Linked DNA regions of Sus scrofa: region 1 is linked to region 2. Evidence: chromatin contacts called from public HiChIP or PLAC-seq data. All regions are on one chromosome and are shown on one strand. The core of a region is the stretch at or near the end of the contact, and the rest is flanking DNA. Distances in the headings are between cores, read along the strand shown. Region 1 holds the start of NUP85 (nuclear pore complex protein Nup85). Region 2 holds the start of SLC25A19 (solute carrier family 25 member 19).

Region 1 (6,811 bases), core at 2,511-5,010, 70 kb before region 2:
GTGCTACCAAAAAAAAAAAATAAGTAAATGAATAAATAAATATTTATCGGGAGTTCTCTGGTGGCCTAGCAGTTAAGGACTTGGCATTGCCACCACTGTGGCTTCGGTCTGATCCCTGGGCCTTTTGCATGCCATGGACATGGCCAAAACAAGCAATTAAAACAAAACAAAAAGGAGTTCGGGTCGGGGCTCAGGGAAAATAAATCTGACTAGTGTCCATGAGGACACAGGTTCAATCCTTGGCCTTGCTCAGTGGGTTAAGGATCCAGTGTTGCCGTGAGCTGTGGTGTAGGTCACAGACGTGGCTTGGATCCTGCATTGATGTGGCTGTGGTGTAAGCCAGCAGCTGCAGCTCTGATTGGACCCCTAGCTTGGGAATCTCCATATGCTGTGGATGCAGCCCTAAAAAGACAAAAAAAAAAAAAAAAAATTTAGCCTCATGGTTCCTAGTCAGATTCGTTAACCACTGAGCCATGACAAGAACTCCCCGAGTTTTATCTTTATAAAAATGTTCTGGAGTTCCCATCATGGCGCAGCGGATACGATGATGACAATGGGCTTAGTGAACAATCCATCAAGTAGACACAAAAATAGAAATTTTTTTTTCCTTGGGATGAGAACTCTTAGGGTTTACTCTCTGAACAAGTTACATGTATAACATACAGCAGTGCTAGCTGTGTCTTTAATGTTGTACATTATATCCTTAGAACTTTTATAATTGGAAATTCGTGTGATTTGACTTCCTTAATCCAATCCCCACTTCCCCTCAAAAAAAAACAATTTTGGTTGTTAAGATTGTTGAAGAGTACTGTTGGCATCTAGGTTCCTAGATTCTGCTGAACATCTTGCACTGCACAGGACAGCTTTCATAACACAGAATTATGTGGCCCAAATATCAGTAATATGGAGGTTGAGAAATTTTTAATTTTTTTTTATTTTTTTTGCTTCTTAGGGCTGCACCCGGTATATGGAGGTTCCCAGGCTAGGGGTTGAATAGGAGCTACAGCTGCCAGCCTACACCACAGCTCAGGGCAAGGTCAGGTCATTAACCCACTGAGAGAGGCCAGGGATCAAACCTTTGTCCTCACACATCCTAGTCAGATTGCTTTCCGCTGTGCCACAACAGGGAACGCCTTTTTGTTGTTGTTGTTTTCTTTTTAGAGCTGCAGGTTCGGCATATGGAAGTTCCCAGGCTAGGGGTTGAATTGGAGCTGTACCAATTCATAGCTGCACTGGCCTATGCCACAGGCACAGAAACTCAGATCTGAGCCACGTATGCGACTTACACCACAGCTCTCAACGACGTCGGATCCTTAACCCACTGAGTGGGGTCAGGGATTGAACCTGAATCCTCAGGGATACAAATCAGGTTCATTACGGCTGAAACACAACAGGAACTCCCCTCCTGTGTTTTGAAATTATTTGAAGTAAATTTTCAAGAGAGGACCTATTGGGTCAAAGGGTATAAATATTTGTATGGTTCTTGATAAATTTCTCTTTTATTTTCCAAAATAATTATGTCTGTTGAAATGATTATGTATTTATTTCTCTGTAGGCTAGAGACCATTGGTTTTACTAGGATGTATTAAATGCATTTGCTTAACACTTTAACATAGGGAATTTTTTTTTTTTCTTTTCTTTTTAGGGCCGTACCCACAGCATATGGAACTTCCTAGGCTAGGGGTTGAATTGGAGCTGTAACTGGGGCCTACACCACCGCCGAAAAAATGCTGGGTCCGAGTCGCGCCCGCAACCTACACCACAGATCATGGTAACACGGGAGCCTTAACCCACTAATCAAGGCCAGGGATTGAACCTTCGTCCTCATGGATGCTAATCAATTCATTTCCACTGAGCCATGACAGGAACTTAAATGTAGGGCACATCTTGAGCTCAGTTGGCTGCATCCGACTAGGCCTGAGAATGATTCTAAGTTTTGGATTTTTTTTCTCTTTTTTTTAATAAAAAAATCTTGATTAAAGTATAGTTTATTTACAACGTTGTGTTAGATTCTAAGTTTGACTTTGGATTGGCAAAGTGATTTCTGGTATGACTCCTGCGCAACAGGTGTGTTTTGTTTTAGGGGATTTTTATTTGAGTCCAGAAATAATTTATTGTCTTCTTAAGTTCTGATTTGCCTCAAGTTAAAGCATGGCCTCCATAATTGGCGGGCTTTCCAGACTAGATAGAGGAATTCCAGAGTTCTACCAATCATTCTAGGGAGGAGAGGGAGGAGGAGAAGCTCGCTAACGGAGGATAGCGAAGACAAAAAGATTTGTATGCTGATTATTTATCTTTTCAAACATATTCCTGTAGGATTATGTTAAAAAAAAAGAATAAATTACTTCATTGAAACCCCATTCTTGATGTCTGAGAGGGACTACAAGTTTTTTTTTTTTTTTTTTTGTCTTTTTGCCATTTCTTGGGCCGCTCCCTTGGCATATGGAGGTTCCCAGGCTAGGAGTCGAATCAGAGCTGTAGCTGCCGGCCTACAACACAGCCACAGCAGTGTGGGATCTGAGCTGCGCCTGCAACCTACACCACAGCTCACAGCAACGCCGGATCCTTAACCCACTGAGCAAGGCCAGGGATCGAACCCACAACCTCATGGTTCCTAGTCGGATCTGTTAACCACTGAGTCATGACTGGAACTGCTGCTACTGAATATTTATTTTACATTTGGAAAATACTAAGCCTCTTTTTACCCGCTAAATATGGATGTGAAGAAGTTCCCATGTGGCACAGTGGGTTATGAATCCGGTGTTGGCCGCACCTGTGGCACGGGTTTGATCCCTGGCTGGAGAACTTTCACAAACGTCAGGTGTGGCAAAAAAAGAAAAAGGACATGAATGCATAATTTCTCATAGCCACACTAATAGTGTCAGAAACATCAGTGAAACCCCGAGACATTTAGAAAAAGCAGCAAGACATAGATGGCAGATCAGTTTGGAGTTTGTGCAAAACAACTTTGAATTTCATCCTATGGATGGCTGCCTTCAGAAGGATTTGGATAAAACTGTAATTGCCACAAGATTTTTCATCCTTTCTTTAACAGGGTGTATCTTAAAAGACCAGCTACTGGGTGACTGTTTTCCTAACAGATATCTTATCCCAAGACATCTTATTTCCACCATTCGAATAGGTTGTTCAGAATCAACTCAAGAAGTGCTTCCCCAAGTAAAATACTGAAAATTTGTCTTGTTTTCAGATCGAATTTCTTTCCTAGATAATAAAAAGTGCTACATTTTCAAGCACTGTTTTCGAAGGTTTATCTTCAAATTTCTTATTACCTTCGTTAAAAAACTCGCTTATTTGGGAATTTAGAACCAGTACTATTCCTTGTATGTGTATGTACTTGTATACATGGCATTTACAAAATAACTCTTTTAGGTTACTGGAGCACTTTTGAGGTTTCCCATAACAAGATCTGGGCTCCTCTGAGTGTTTCTTCCTGCTTTTCTTTGGTGAGATAACAAACCAACATTTGTGTTCAATTAAGCTCGGCGGTCTCGATTTCAGCTGTTTCAATTTTGTGCCCACGCCTCTTGAGGATTTTGCTGTGGAAGTGGCGGCGACTGCCTTCGTACACAAGCCGGATGGACCAACTGTGCTCGCCTGCCATGAACACGGCTCAGAGGAGCAACCGCGACGGCGCTAACCCGCAGACCAAGCAGCAGCGGAAAGCCAGGCTCGGGAGAGGCCGTGGGCTCGTGCTCGTCAGAAGCACGCCGAGCGCTGGTCTCAGCCCGCGCATGCGCGGCCGCAGCACCGCCGCTCCCGCGGGCTCCCGGGGTCTTCTCTCCGGCCCGGCTTGGGGTCGTCCACGGCGGCGCCTGATCTGGAGAGAACGGTACTTGGAGGGTAGACTGACCCTGGCGCTATTTTCCCTGTCGTGCTGTCGAGGCCAGGAAGGAGGGACACGTGTATAGTGCTGCACAGGGGTGGTCGCGGCCAAGAGGAAAGGCCCCTGCAGCGCTGGGGGATTGGGCCTGCAGGCAGAGCAGGAGGCGCTCGGAGGGGGTCCTTTCTCGCAGCGGGTTCTGAGCGGGAGGCCCGAGCCGCGAACATTTGCGGCCCTGAGAGATCCAGGCGGCTGTGGTGCGGCGCAATGGAGGAGCTCGATGGGGAGCCGACAGTCACTGTAAGGGCGCCCCCGAAAGTATTGTTTGCCTTCAGCGGTTTCGTCACTGCAGGGTTGTCCACTTCTCGGCCGCCTGCAAGGCGCTCGTCCCCTTCCCTCAGATTAATTGCCACCGTCCGGAAGTCACATCGCGAAGCTGCCCGAGTTTGGGTTGCGGTGGTCGCTGGGTTTCTGCCCCTTTGTATATTCCGAGTACGTGGTCCTGGAGGCCCCGCTCCATGCCTTTAACGAGCAGGTTCGAACTAAGCAGAGGAACTGGAGCCTTTTTGTCTCCCAACCGAAGTAGGTTTCCCATCACAGTGCCCGGTTTCTGCTTCAGCTGGCCCAAGGTTTATTAAACGTATTTATTCTCTCCGGAGACTATTCCTGTTCTTATTGCTGTGTTTGTTTTCCAATTCTGTTTGAACTCTCAAAAGACTATGTCAGATGTGGATGATTTGTGATGTTTTACAAAGAGATTCAGGGCTATTAGACAGGAGTTATTACCGTTCTCCCTTTTTGCTGGGATGCTCTTTTCTCCGTTAGAGTTATATCCTACCCGTTGTTTTTTTTTTTTTTTTTTTTTTTTTCCTCTTCCTATATATAAGCTCCTGCATTCTTTGTCAGAAAAGCCTCACTTGACCTCCCTAACTAGGTCAGATAGTTTTGTACGTTTAAGCTTGTTCTGCATCTCTTAGCTCTTGGTAGCTTGTAAGCCCCACTAAACTGCAATTTGCTTGACCTTGTGTTTTTGCTTTTTAGAAAGTGGAGGTGCCTTCAGCTTTCAGCAAAAAGCTTGCAATGCACTGTCTGACAAAACCACAAAATAGATGTCATTTTAAAGCTAACTGGACAAAAAGAGACAGTTTTCTTTTAAGGGCTGCAGGTGCTTCATATGGAAGTTCTCAACTTCAGGCAAGGGGTCCTATCAGAGCTACAGCTGCTGGTCCAAGCCACAGCTACACCAGATCTGAGCTGCATCTGTGTCTGCAGCCTATACCATAGCTTGAGGCAACGCTGATCTTTAACCCATTGAACAAGGTCAGGGATCAAACCCACATCCTCACGATGTCAGTCGGGTTCATTTTCCTGAGCCACATTGGGAAGGAGACATGAAATCTTAAATAGCAGTTAACATGGTTTGTTGCTCGCTAGAGGGTTAGCTTTATGTATAGATATATATGTGTATGTATATATATAAGTGAAAATTTAAAAAATTTCGTTTTATGACTGCACTTGTGGCATATGGAAGTTCCTGGGCCAGGGGTCGAATCAGAGCTGTACCTGAGGCCCATGCTGTGCCACAGTCACACAACACTGGATCCGAGCTTCATCTGGGACTTGTGCTGCAGCTTGTAGCAATACGGGATCCTTAACCCAACTGAGCGGGACCTCCACAGCAGGAACTCCTCAATTCCTTTTAAGTTTGTTAATTTCCCTTTTTCTCAACTAGAGATCATTAAATCATAATAATTTTTTTTTTCGTCTTTTTGCCATTTCTTGGGCTGCTCCCGATGCATATGGAGGTTCCCAGGCTAGGGGTCGAATTGGAGCTGTAGCCGCCGGCCTATGCCAGAGACACAGCAACGTGGGATCCAAGCCGCATCTGCAACCTACACCACAGCTGACGGCAATGCCAGATCCTTAACCCACTGAGCAAAGCTAGGGATCGAACGCACAACCTCATGGTTCCTAGTGGGATTCGTTAACCACTGAGCCACGACGGGAGCTCCATTAAATCATAATAATTGATTAGGGAGTAGCTTTCCTTTTTATCAACATTTGTGTTGAGATGGCTAGCAAAACTCAGGAGCTCATTTAGGGTCTAACAGAGTGGGCTGATCTCAACCACATTCAGGTGTGTTCATTGGTTATACTTAATAACTCTCATGACCCTTGATTTCTAGGGTTAGATTTACAAGTCAGTTGAAGGCAAAACATTAAGAAAGAATAACAGTTTTTGTTCCTTATTATTTTCTTTTACTAGTTGATTCCAGGAGTGAATTCCCAGAAGAAGCAAATGTGTTTTGACTGGGGTCCAGGGGAGATGCTGGTATGTGAAACCTCTTTCAACAAAAAAGGTATTTAAAAAAAATTTTTTTTTTGTTTTAGATTATCCATTGGGGAACATTTTTTTTTTTCTTCTCTCAGATTTGACTAGCTGAGATACAAAACAGTTGAACTTACTTTATGTCATTTTCATTTTTGAAAATTTTTAGCTGCTTAGGATTTTCATTTACTTATGATACTTGGCACATGTTGAGTCTGGGGAAAAAAAAATTAACAATGGTTTTCCTAAAGAAAGGTTTTTTTTTTGTTTTTGTTTTTTTGGCTTTTTAGGGCCACTCCTGTGGAGATTCCCAGGCTAGGAGTCTAATTGCAGCTACAGCTGCCGGCCTACACCACAGCTCATGAGTGAGGCCAGGGTTCGAACCAAAACCTCATGGTTCCTAGTCTGATTCGTTTCTACTGTGCCATGACAGGAACTTTAAGAAAGGTTTTCTTTATATTTAAGAATTTCAAGCAGAGTTCCCTCATGGGTTAAGGATCTGGTGCTGTCATTGCTTTGACTCTGGTTACAGCTATGGCACAGGTTCGACCCCTGGTCCAGGAACTTCCAAGTGCCTTCTGGCCAAAAAGAAAAACAAAAAGCAAAACTTTAAGCTTTTTTTCTCCTGTCCAGGGCAATTG
Region 2 (6,713 bases), core at 2,360-4,859:
GAAGAGCATTTGCACGGCCATTTGCCAAGCCCTCCAGGGCCCTGGCATCAAGACAGTCTCTGACTTGTCTCACCTCATATTCAGGGGTCGTTAAGTCCCCAGGGTGGGGAGACAAAAGTGGGGGAGCCAGAGCTCAGTGTGACTCTGTCTTCATTTGTCAGGTAGCTTTCTGGCCAAGATCAGTGAGAAATGTGCTGCCTGCCTCCTGCTGCCCTACCTCGGGCAGTGCCTCTGCAGGCCCTATCATCATCCTGGGCTCCCCCATTGCTCAATGTGACCCCAGGGGCCTGGCTGGTTCCCCTGCCACCTACTTGGACAGCTCCATAGCCTATGGAGAGAAGCTGGGCTGGGATGTGTCCTTTCCAGAACGCCGTTGGGCCCTCCTCTTGCAAAATCTGTCTCCCGGCCTGTAGGATCCCGTGGTATTTTGCATTGGGGTCACTGCGAGACAGGCGCTCAATCTGAAGCTGGGAATCAAAACTGAAGTAGTCAGAACTGCAGTGGGGTGAGAAGAAAGAATGTCAGATGTTCCCCCTGTGGCGCGATGGGATCAGGGGCATCTCTGGAGCGCGGGGGCACAGGCTGATCCCTGGCCCGGCACAGCGGGTTAAGGATCCGGTGTTGCCGCAGCTGCAGCTCAGGTTGTGACGGTGGCTCAGATCTGATCCCTGGCCCAGGAACTCCATATGCTGTGGGGCAGCCAAAAAAGAAAAAGGAAAGAAAGAATTTCAGAGAGGGTAACAAAGGGCCTCTTCCTAACAAAATTCCAAGCTCTAGGAACTGCTTTGGCCAAAAAGAGTGAACTGGTCCTGCAGCCCGTTACACGGAACAGGGGGGAGAAGGTTACCTGGAAACGGATCTTGATGACGTCCAAGGGGCTGATCATCGCCCGAGTGACAAGTCCAGAGACAGATCCAGCCACTGCCACCTCGAGATTGGAGATATTCCTGCCATCTGCTCTGGGGTCATAGCCCACCATCCCTGCCCCTGGACCACACAACGTCCATCAGCTTCAAGCTAAACGCAAGAGACTCGGAGTCAATACCAGAGCAAGTTCTTAGGGTGTCTGCTCAACCATCACTCCTCAGAGCAACGCCCCCACCCCCGACCAGCCCACAGCCCACAGCGAGCAACGCCCCCACCCCCGACCAGCCCACAGCGAGCAACCCCCCCATCCCCAACCAGCCCACAGCCCACAGCGAGCAACCCCCCCATCCCCGACCAGCCCACAGCCCACAGCGAGCAACGCCCTTATCCACCCCTTTACTCTGCTTATCCTGCTTTACTCTTCTTTACAACATTTACATAACAGACATTTGGAGTTCCCATTGTGGCTCAATAGTAACAAATCTGACTAGTATCCATGAGGACATGGGTTCGATCCCTGGCCTCACTCAGTGGGTTAAGGATCTAGCGTTGCTGCAAGCTGTGGTTCAGGTCACAGATGAGGCTTGGACCCCACGTTGCTGTGGCTGTAGCATAGGCCTTGATTGGATCCCTAGCCTGGGAACTTCCATACACCCCAGGTACGGCCCTAAAAAGAAAAAAAAAAAAAAAAGACTAGATCAGGAGTTCCCTGATGGCCTAGCACTTAATGATCTGGTGTTGTCACTGCTGTGGCTCAGGTCGCTGCCGTAGTACAGGTTTGATCCCTGGGTTGGGAACTTCTGAATGCTCTGGGCGTGGTCAAAAAAAAATTTCAGAAGGGACCTCAGAATAACCTAGTTTTTTTGACCACCTCTAGTAACAGGGAAGTCAGGGCCCACACAGGGACACCTTCGCCCCACTGTTGTTTCTTTTTCTCCGCTCACTCTCCCTGGAACTCTGTCTGTACCAGTCCCTCAGCCCCAAACCCGAATATTTCTGAAAGTACCAAAGTAGTACTCCAATCCATCCTTGAAATTGACCAGACATTTCCACGGGGCTCTATCAGCAAAGTACTTTAAAATAATGTCTTATTAAAGTCTAGTGGCGGAATTCCCACAGTGGCTTAATGGGTTAAGAATCTGACTAGTATCCATGGGGATGCAGGTTCAATCCCTGGCCTTGCTCAGTGTGTCAAAGGATCCAGTGTTGCCGTGAGCTGTGGTGTAGGTCGAAGATGCGGCTCGGATCTGACATTGCTGTGGCTGAGGCGAAGGCCAGCAGCTGCAGCTCCAATTCAATCTCTAGCCTGGAACCTCCATACGCAGCAGGTATAGCCCCCCCTCGCCACCCCAAAAAAGTCTAATGGTATGAAACCTCCCCACCCTTGCCAGGAATGTGCCCATTCCTCGCTAACTTCTCTGCACACCCTCAAAGGTCACGCTGAGCAGTGCTGGTTCCCTGCTGTCAAGAAGGGGGCATTTCTATAAGTAGGCGTTCTGTATAGCTGGACATAATCTTACACCTCAAATCAAGAAGCCTGAGTTCAGGGAGTTCCTGCTGTGGCTCAGTGGATTAAGAATCCTACTAGGATCCATGAGGATGCGGGTTCGATCCCTGGCCTCACTCAGTGGGTTAAGGATCCCACATTGCTGTGAGCTGTGGTGTAGATTCACAGCTGCAGTTCCAATTTGACCTCTAGCCTGGGAACCTCTATATGCTATGGGTGTGGTCCTAAGAATAAATAAATAAATAGAAAACTACTTTATAAGAAAAAAAAAGAAGGGAGTTCCCTTCATGACTCAGCAGAGACAAATCTGACCAGCATCCATGAGGACAAAGGTTCAATCCCCGACCTTGCTCAGTGGGTTAAAGATCTGCCATTGCTTTGAGCTGAGGTGTAGGTCACAGACTCGGCTCAGATCCTGCGTTGCTGTGACTGTGGTGTAGGCCCGTGGCTATATCTCAGATTGGACCCCTAGCAGGTTTCATTTTCTTCTGGAAAATGGTAATGATGGTGGCCCTGCCTAGCCAGATTCCTGGAAGGAACATCCAAGATATCATGTGTGATAAGCTCTGTAAGAAAGGTAAAATTTTTTTACACGTGAAAGGGCTTGTAAATCACAATTCAGTAGTGGCCTTACTTTTTCTGCGGGTTCAAAATTTCCTTCTTGTACCAAAAAGCCTTGATATTTAATCTGAAGAGACAAGATAAAAAATGAAATATGATTACATGTATGATACAATTCAGTATTCAGAAGATAGGGAGCCGCTGGTGTCTCCCTTAGCCACTCCCCTTTTACTACTGCAGCAGCTATGCAGGTCTCCCGCGGTGAGCGTGTGTGCCCCTGGGCTCAGCTGAGAGTCTCTGCAGATGTGCCCACGTGTGGACACAGATGTCCACGTGTGCCTTTGAGCGTGTTTTTTCTCTCCGAGTCAGAGAAGACACCCGCGAGGTGGGCTCCCGCGTGTAGAAGTGCCCGGGGCGTGTCCAGGATTTTGCTCCCTGCGTCCCTGAAGATGCTTCTCACGTCAGACGTGACACGTGTGGGTACAGTCCCAGCCCCCGCGTGAGTACTTGCGCGTGTGGGCCCCTCCCGGGGAGCAGGGGAGCGACGGTGCAGGTCCCCGAGAAAAGTGCCAGGAGGGAGGAGGTAAAGGTCACTCACCCAGCTCAGAGGGCGCGGCAGAACTCTCCGCGCTCTTCTCTCCCTCCCTTCTCGCGCACGCTAACAGCAAAATTTAACTGCTCTTGGCAGGAACCGACGGGCTTCGGGACCAATCACCGCGCAGCTTCCGACAGACGCTGAACCAATGGTTGCAAGCCGCCCCTGGACCAACGCCTCTCAAGTTACCTCTGGGTAATGTAGTCCTTCGCTACCAAGGTTGTTTTCACCGCCCCCTTACCCCGCGAGGCGCAGAGCCTCCTGGGAGATGTAGTCCCTCGGCGCACGCGTGCGCAAATATAACCCACGCGTTGGAAGGAGGCGGGTCCCAAGCCAGACTGCGTACTTGGAGGTCGCGGTGCAAAGTGGCCCGCGCTTTAGATCAGCCTGCTGGCCGGCGGAAGTTTAGGGCGTTCTGGACTTGACCTCCTTTCCTCAAAACCGTCGTAGTTCCAGAATCCGGATAATCTAAACTTGGAAAAGATGGCGGGAAGCTTAATCAAAGCCTGGAGGCCATGGAGGAGGGAATAGATGAGTTTTTAAGTCCAAGATGGGGACGGCAAAAATACAGAGGTTTTGTTTGCCCTTAGGAAAATAAAAATACATAGACATATTACAGAAAATGTAGAAATAAAGGGGAAATGACTCATCCTACCTTTCTTACGCAAATAGCATCAGCGTTTTGCAGGACAGTATTTCTTCCTGATTTTTAAATAAATTGTTTTTTACATTAGTGCAATCATTTTGACGCACAATATCTATTTTTAATTTTTTTTTTCTTTTGTCCTGTGGCCTACGGAAGTTCCCGGACCAGGGATCGAATCCGAACCTCAGCTGTGACCTAAATCTCAGCTGTGGCAACACTGGATTCTTAACACCTTTTGGCACTGCAGGATCTCCTTTATTGCACAATTTAAAATCTTTTCATGCATATGCAGTAGTAGAGAGACCAGCTCAATGAGCCACCATATAGTCATTACTGAACTTCAGCAATTAACCAACCCTTGGTCAGTCTCATTTCCTCTATACCAGCAGCTATGTGCCACTGGTGCGGAGTCCAGACTCAATTTATTGGCCTCACTGCAGGACAAGCCAATAAATTGGAAGAGGAAAATTAAAAAAAAAAAAAATGAAAGAGGAGTTTTGGGGGCAAGGAATAATGACTTTATTGAGAATGCCAGCAGACTGAGAAGATGGTGGACTCTTGTCCCAAAGAACTGTCTGGCCTGGGTTAGAATTCCGGCTTCTTTTATGAGGGAGTCACACAGTTCCTGGTTCCAGTCAGCCTCAGAAGGGATGTGTTAATTTATTCTTTCCTGCAGTCACACAGATGGGCCTGGTCAGGAGGTTTCCTGGGAGCTGAACAAAGCAATTTTTTCTTTTTTCTTTTTTTGGCTTTTAGGGCCGCACCCATGGCATATGGAAGTTCCCAGACTAGGGGTCGACTCAGAGCTTCAGCTGCCAGCCTACGCCATAGCCACAGCAGCTCAGGATCCAAGCCTCGTCTGTGACCTACACCACAGCTCCTGGAAACACTGGATCCTTAAGCCACCGAGCGAGGATCGAACCCGCATCCTCATGGATACTAGTTGGGCTCGTTACCAGTGAGTCACAACAGGAACTTCCAACAAAGCTATCTTAGCTTAACTCTCATTTCGTGGGAGACAGAGTTCCCAGAGATAGGGATCTTGTATAATTTAAGCTTAGAGGTAACGTCCCTTTAGTGATTAACTTGTAGCAAATGCACTAGTATACAAAGGATAAAGTAGAAGAAACAGATCCAATATGGAGACAGATTTGTTCTTCCCCCTTATATCACCCCCAACATTATTTTTAAGTAAATGCCAGATATCATGTGATTTTTACCAGTAAGCATCTCAAAATGTATCTTTTTCTTGGGGGGGGGGATTCTCTCCTGCAGCATTTTTAAGTTCCCAGACCTGGGGATCAAACCTATGCCACAGTAGCAACCTAAGCCACAGCAGTGATGATACTGGATCCTTAACAGGCTGCACCACCAGGGGGAACACCTCAAAATGTATCTTTAAAAGACAAGTGTTAGAAGCTTATCTTTAAAAGACAAGTGATGGTCTAGCGGGTCAAGATTCCTGTGTTCTCGCTGCTGTGGTTCTGGTCGCTGCTGTCTGGCCAAAAACAAACAAACAAACAAACAAACAAAAACAAATCTGAAATAAACATTGCAACTCTCAAAAAAGAAAGGTGAGTGTTCCCTTTTTAAAAATACATCCACCTGGAGTTCCCGTCGTGGCGCAGTGGTTAACGAATCCGACTAGGAACCATGAGGTTGCGGGTTCGGTCCCTGCCCTTGCTCAGTGGGTTAACGATCCGGCGTTGCCGTGAGCTGTGGTGTAGGTTGCAGACGCGGCTCGGATCCCGCGTTGCTGTGGCTCTGGCGTAGGCCGGTGGCTACAGCTCCGATTCAACCCCTAGCCTGGGAACCTCCATATGCCGCGGGAGCGGCCCAAGAAATAGCAACAATAACAACAACAAAAACCAAAAAGACAAAAGACAAAAAAAAAAAAAAATACATCCACCAAACTGTCACCCACCTCCCAAAACAATAACTTCCTAATATTATCAAATATCAAATTAGTGTTTACATTTCCCTGATTGACCTATAAATGTTACGCTTTTGTTGGCCCCATCCGCCGCATGCAGAAGTTCCCAGGTCAGGGACTGAATCCCAGCCAAAGCTTCAACCTATGCTGCGGCTGCAGTAACGCCGGATCCTTTAACCCACTGCGCCAATCCGTGGATCCAAGCCGAGCCTCCCCCATGATCTGAGCCACTGTGTCTGGATTCTTAACCCACTGTGCCACAGCAGGAACTCCAAGTTCTTAATTTTATTTATTTACTTTTTTTTTTTTAACTTTTTTGTCTTTTAGGGCCACACCTGTGGCATATGGAGGTTCCCAGACTAGGGGTCGAATCAGAGCTGTAGCTGCTGGCCTACACCACGGCCACAGCAACGTGGGATCCTTCACCCACTGATCGAGGCCAGGGATCAAACCTGTGTCCTCATGGATGCTAGTCGTACTTGTTTCCCCTTGGGATGTGAACCCCTAAGATCTTAATTTTAATGAAGTCTAATCTATTGATTTTTTTTCCTTTTATGCATCATATTTTTGGTATCATACCTAAGAATCCTTGCCTAATTAAGGG

The links. HiChIP or PLAC-seq counts read pairs in DNA pulled down with a chosen protein or histone mark.
Region 1: an H3K27ac HiChIP or PLAC-seq map of alveolar macrophages shows a contact between it and region 2. The contact joins the promoter of NUP85 here to the promoter of SLC25A19 in region 2. A contact is called at or near these places in 2 of 47 Hi-C or Micro-C datasets (embryonic fibroblasts and liver) and 2 of 2 datasets of contacts at active chromatin or transcription factors (alveolar macrophages and skeletal muscle).

The regions. Positions count from the first base shown.
Region 1 is chr12:6,100,921-6,107,731 of Sscrofa11.1, reverse strand. It overlaps NUP85 (nuclear pore complex protein Nup85), which reads left to right and starts at 3,760. Exons shown (of 19, transcript XM_003131211.6): 1 at 3,760-4,141; 2 at 6,108-6,201. The coding sequence starts at 4,109.
Region 2 is chr12:6,030,557-6,037,269 of Sscrofa11.1, reverse strand. It overlaps SLC25A19 (solute carrier family 25 member 19), which reads right to left and starts at 3,609. Exons shown (of 8, transcript NM_001164514.1): 1 at 3,534-3,609; 2 at 3,009-3,062; 3 at 848-1,017; 4 at 312-467. The coding sequence starts at 979. LOC102165522 (a long non-coding RNA gene) reads left to right here and starts at 3,624. Exons shown (of 3, transcript XR_002336994.1): 1 at 3,624-3,725.